Regions from separate parts of the Triticum aestivum genome. Here region 2 is linked to region 1. A link is a contact called in public Hi-C data. All regions are on one chromosome and are shown on one strand. The core of a region is the stretch at or near the end of the contact, and the rest is flanking DNA. Distances in the headings are between cores, read along the strand shown.

The links. A called contact is a pair of places that touch in the nucleus more often than the background predicts.
Region 2: a contact with region 1 is called in a Hi-C map of leaf, with 4 times the contacts expected there. The contact joins the enhancer-like site here to the promoter of LOC123111132 in region 1. A contact is called at or near these places in 2 of 5 Hi-C or Micro-C datasets (both in leaf).

What each region holds. Positions count from the first base shown.
Region 1 is chr5B:231,953,565-231,956,557 of IWGSC CS RefSeq v2.1, reverse strand. LOC123111132 (MTOR-associated protein MEAK7) reads right to left here and starts at 1,716. Exons shown (of 8, transcript XM_044531822.1): 1 at 1,459-1,716; 2 at 1,246-1,348; 3 at 1,046-1,153; 4 at 440-525; 5 at 1-126. The coding sequence starts at 1,520.
Region 2 is chr5B:232,574,020-232,576,979 of IWGSC CS RefSeq v2.1, reverse strand. No RefSeq gene overlaps it. Among protein-coding and RNA genes, the nearest start is that of LOC123115919, 190 kb to the left of the region's middle. Within about 2 kb of position 1,534, at least 2 of the 8 cell types and tissues checked have an H3K27ac peak or open chromatin away from gene starts, as enhancers often do. A contact at or near this core is called in leaf, where this site is marked.

The DNA of each region.
Region 1 (2,993 bases), core at 467-2,966:
TCCTTCGAAAATACCGCAGAGTTGAGAAATGCTTCAAATGTACTCTTGTTAGAACCTTCCTTGGCTTCATTATTATCTGCAAATATGGTTTCATGAATGGACACAAATACAGCTTCCAGATCAGACCTGACAATGCATGAAAGAGAAAGCGTAGGAGTAAGTGGTTTGTCAAGTAAAACCTAGTCCTGAATACAAATATCCAATGACAGATACTCTCACACGCAAAAAGAAAAAAGAAAAAAAATAAGGACAGATACTCTGAAAAACCTACAGCCCTGAATACAAATATCTAGGGACATATACTCTGAAAAAATATTTGGAAGTGGCAGCTTTCGTTACAAACATAAACAAAATCATCATCTAAGGAGTTAAATATTGGCAACTGACATACCAACATATCAGAAGAAGACTCAATTCTACCAGCACATTCAAGAAATACCTTGTTAAGATACTATCTCCCATCACATCGCACAGTTGAAAAATGAACTCATCGGCTTCATCTTTAGTTCCCCTTTCATATGTTGCCTACATGTTACAAAGATACGGATATTAAACAACAGAACATAAAGGAAAAAAACCTAACAAGACATATGGCATTCCCTAGCATTGGAAGGAAAACTTTGTGTTGAATACAAATAAAATATATGAAGTTCATTACTAAAGGATGAATTAGCAGAGCAACTGAAGAACAATAAAACTGTTATCAGAAGTTTTTTCTTTCTGAAAACTTAAGGTTTATGCGATTAAAGTAGTGTGCACATGTATCCAACCAAGCTAATCATGCAATAAAAAGTACCAATAGCAATCAGTTTCAATAAAACACCACCAACAACGACAAGATAGCAACTTAAAATCAGTCAAAAATCTAGTAGAACATCCAGTATTATACTATATAATATAGAAAGTAGAAATACATTTCTCCCTTTTCTTTTAACTTGTATTGCATTGCAAATGCAGCACTAATACCACCAAATTTGTCCAGTTAACCAGGAATCCCAAAAGGGAACGAGCTAACTGAATCAAGCGGTAGGACAAGGGTACTAACTTTGGTGATAATCAAACCCTCGAAGGTGACTCCATCTTCCACGCTGCTCTCCTTCGCCACCAACTGGAATAGCCTATCGCCGAGCGCCCCACGTACCCCGAAATAATCCTGCGTAAGATGGATCACTTCCCATCAGAAAACGGATTCCGGATCCACCCGAATCCAATCCCCGTTGCAAACTTTTGCGCCTGCGAGCTCACAAGGAAAACGGGGCGGGATATGGCGCGCCCCTGGGTCCCCGACTGCGCGGCGAGCGAGGAGAAGTGCGCGCGCAGTTCGTCCAGCGCCTGCTTCGAGAAGGCCCTACGGAAAGTGGAGACGGAGCGATGAGATCACCGCATGATGCTCGCGAATTGCTGCTGGGGTGAAGCAGCAGCTGCCGTGGCGGTCCCAGCGCTTCGAAGCTGTGGTACCTGGAGGCCATGACGAAGCTGGCAGAGGAGGCGGACAAGGGAGAGGCCTGTGAGTTACCCATCGTCGCCGCCGGTGGGGCCGGTGCACGGTGCGGTGGCGCCGGGAAAGTCGGTGGCGAGCAGCGAACACCACAACCAGCTGCCAATTTTCCTTTTCCTTTGGAACGACAACTGCACGACCCATCGCGCCACCAAGGGACGCTTTGTGTGCATTTTTTTTTTGGGGAATTTGAGGATTTGCCACACCTTATTTTGCAGTTTGAGGATTTGCCCCTATTTTGGCTGTAACCCAGGATTTGCCACATCTTTGCTGAAAGATTGAGGATTTGCCCCTAATGTACTGTTTGGATCATTTGGCACATTATAGTACAAATTTTGTGACCAAAATACCCCCAACCCAATCTGTTTTAGTTATCCTCAATCGAGCATGAGCTCGCTGTTCCCGTACTCTGTTCGTCCTGGCGGCTGGCCACCACGCAACGTCGTCGGTGTGCAGCTACACCTGCGTTGGGAGTCTCCCTGCCTACCCCCCCCCCCCCCCCGAGCTTGGTGATCACGCATTGTGTTGTGCCTTCCCAGAGCTCTTGCACGGGTCCATGCTCTTTCCTTCCCAACCTGACTAGAAATGGGGCTATTAATCAAAGATTGATGGACTGAAACATCGGGTGGTGGAAGAAAGAAAGTGACAGTTCAGAGAACAAGAAAATATAGCTGATGTTTTAGTGTGCATTTGTTCTAACTTGTGAACTAGTAAGGGCTAATGTGCCTTCTGATGTCACTAAAAAATGTAAATGTAATTTGTGATGTTGTGAACTATGAAGTGTGAATGTACTTTGTGATTACAATAAAAGGTGATGAAACTTTCCTAGAAGAATACTCACTGTAATATTCTTCAGTATGTCTTCAGTCTGTACGTTCACTATGAAGTGTGAATGTAATCTCCGATTTTTTTTAGATTTTCTCCGTACGTTCAGGAGCAGGAGGTGGTCGAAGGAACGTAGGGTAGTAGCCGATCTTACCAGGTCGCCGCCATCGGGGTGATCGAGGTCGCCGTCGTCGTAGCCGCCGCAGATCGCCGCCGCCACCGCAGGTACAGGTAGGATGAGATGAGAGAGTTATCGGGGCAACGTTTGGACTGGGTTCCTCTCACGTAGGTAAACACAAGGGCATTTTGGTCATGTTGTTGTGGGCCAGTCGTGTTAGGGGCAAATTCTCAATCTTTCAGCAAAGATGTGGCAAATTCTGGGTTACAGACAAAACAGGGGCAAATCCTCAAACTGCAAAATAAGGTGTGGCAAATCCTCAAATTCCCCTTTCTTTTTCTTCCTAAATACTATAAACTTTAAAGGTTAATAACTAATTCATCGATGGCCTGTTTGGTTACTTGCAACGATCTCAATCAGTCCAGCTGGACGCGATTTTCAGAGGTTTAGCTTTGGAGGCACGTGTTAGCGACCCAGCTGCACCTGGGCCAGCACAAGCCATGCTACCGAGCAGGCCCGAAAGAGAGAGAGGAGACCTTGCCACAAGTTTAC
Region 2 (2,960 bases), core at 285-2,784, 620 kb before region 1:
ATTTTTCTCAAAAATGTTTCTGTTTTCGAATTTGGTTGGAATTTCTAAAATGTTTAGAACTATGAAATTGTTTGATTCCATTAAAGAAAATTTCGAAAATTCAAAAAGTATCAAATTAAAAAAATTCCAAAAATGTTCGCATTTTAAATTTTTGTTCACAAATTCAATAAATGTTCATGACTTTCAAAATATTCCTGTTTTCAATACTTGTGCACAAATTCAAAATATGTTTATGTTTCCAAACTTTGTTCGCAAATTCGAAAAATGATCGGGAATTTGATAAAATGTTCACGGTTTGGAAAAAATGTTCATAATTTCAAAAAATGTTCGTGATATTGAAAAAATATTCATGTTTGTGTATTTATTCAGTAATTCAAAAGTTGTTCATGTTTTCATAATTTGTTCATAAATTTTTAAATGTTCGGAGAATTTCATAAAATGTTCATGTTTTGAAAAATGATCTAATTTCAAACAAAATCGCAATTTTCGAAAAATGGGTCAGTTTTTAAAATTTCTTCACAAATTCAATAGATTTTGATGTTAACAAAAGTTTATGATGTCAAATGTTCATTTGCTTTCTTATACAAAAAATGGTCCCACTTTCAAACTTTGTTCGGGAATTTCAAAAAATGTTCCCACTTTCAAATTTTGATCACAAATTTAAAAAACGTTCATGTTCCTGAACAATTTTTTAAAATGTTCCCACTTTCAAATTTTGTTCACAAAGAAACATGAATATATTTTTGCAAATTCAAAAAATTTCATGAATTTAAAACATTCTCCTGCTTTCCAAATTTGTTCACAAATTCCAAAGATGTTCATGTTGTCAAATTTTGTCCACATATTCAAAAAATGTTCATGTTTTGGAAAATTTGTTCACAATTTTGAGAGCTCGAGTTTCTATTTTTTTTCTCATAATTTTGAAAATTTTCGCGTTTCTAAAAATATTTACCTTTTAAAAAAAATCACGTTCAAAATTTTAATTTTTTTAAATATGTTGCTGTTTATAGTTCATATTGAACAGGCTGCCATATAAGGTGTAGATTCCCAGGAGTTACAGTGGCTACCTACCTGCTTCACAAGCCGGAGGTCCTCCCTTCGATCCCTCACCGGGACTTTTAGTTTTTTGGAATTTTCGCGAATGTTTCAAGTTTTTCCCGCTAGAGTTGGTTTCTTTAGGTGTTGCGCTACACATCTATTACAAGAGCTAGCCTATTGCACTGGCTAGCACAGCGCAAGCATGGGTATGTAGACATGGGTTCGAGTCCGCCTACCGCAGAGCTTGTCTATTTCCTTTTTTTCACATTTTTTCACCTCGCGACCCCCAAATGGGCCGGCCCAGGTGAGCTGCCCCTGTGCGAAACGTCAACACTCTGACGCAAAGAGCGTCACACAGGAGCTCTCATCGATCTGGTTGCCACGAACGTGAGAGTACTCGTCGATGGATCCCCTTTTAGCGAGCTACAACACGGGCCCTTGACCGAAGCACAACTGGGCTGGAATGGACTGGCCGATGGCCCAGTTTATCAGAGAGCTCCGTTTCGGCCTCTGGAGTAGCAGCCTATAGGACAATTAGGCCAGTTTCGTGGAGTGATGGTTGTACACATGAGATGGACGGTCAAAAATGCTCATATCACAAAAACGGACGGCTATAAACGCAAATCGCTAAGAGGGCTCGCTTTAAGCTCGATTATACTGTCCTCATCGCATTTTTGCACCATGCGACCCCAAAATGAGTCGGCCCATGTGAGCTGGCCCTGTGCAAAACATCAACGACGCAAAGAGCATCACACAGGAGCTCCCATCGATCTGGTTGTCGCGAACGTGAGAGTGCTCGTCGATGGACCCTAGCGAGTCGCGGCACGGGTCCTTGACCGAAGCACAACTGGGCTGGAATGGGCTGGCCGATGGCCCAGTTTATTAGAGAGCTCAATTTCGGCCTCTGGCGTAGCAGCCCATAGGACAACTAGCCCAGTTATGGGAGTGATGGTTGTACACATTAGATCAGACGATAAAAATGCTCATATCACGAAAATGGACGGTTATAAACGCAAATCGCTGAGAGGGCTCGCTTATACTGTCCTTAAAGGTAGAGAGCGACTCCTGATCTAATTTCTTGCTAGCAATGCCTATAGTGGTATATAGCAGGAAACATTGTGCTTTGCAAATAGCGCGTGTGATAGAGAGTGTGCGCGCCCATGGGCTGGCTTTATTGTTAGGTTCACCAAAATAATAGGGGAAATGAGTGCACCTGCATCTCCAAAGGAAACTCCAATGCAGTTCACCAAATCGGCTGCAAATGCCTTGATCGGACGGTCCACACACTTTTACCTAAACCCGGGCATTCTCTTGGTCACGTTTGGTTCGAGCCTCGCTTTATAAAGCCCGACCTCAAAATCTCAACCATGAGCCTGGTCCGAAACACATGGACAATGCCCTTTTTGATTAAAATAATGATTTCAGGATATTTAAAAACAATTATACCTATATTTCTAATAAAACAATGATTTATGCTCTATTCGGCTTATTTTGGGCTTTTGGGCAAGGCTTCGGGCGAAAAAGCTAAGCTCGAGCCCAGCCTAGATGTTGAGCTTTCAGGCCGGGCTGTCGATGCCCATGTCTACTTTTACCCATCCAAGTGTGGTCAACTAGAATGTTCGGACTAGTCCGGGAGTCCGAAATCTCGCAAACCAACACCATACTCAAAGATTTGCACGAGTTCCCACGTCGTACTCTAACGCTCTGAACCCTCACAAAACCCCTCTCTTGTCACGTCCACTCGCTCTTCATGCCGCATTCATGCTGGTCAGAGCACATGTGACGTAAAGACAACCTACACAAACATTCATGTCAGCAGACCGGTCATCCGCCTACCCGGCTGTTGGGTGCACGTTGCATGGGAAACAAAAAAGAATTCTACGCTCACCAAGATCAGTCTAGGAGATGAACATCTACGAGAG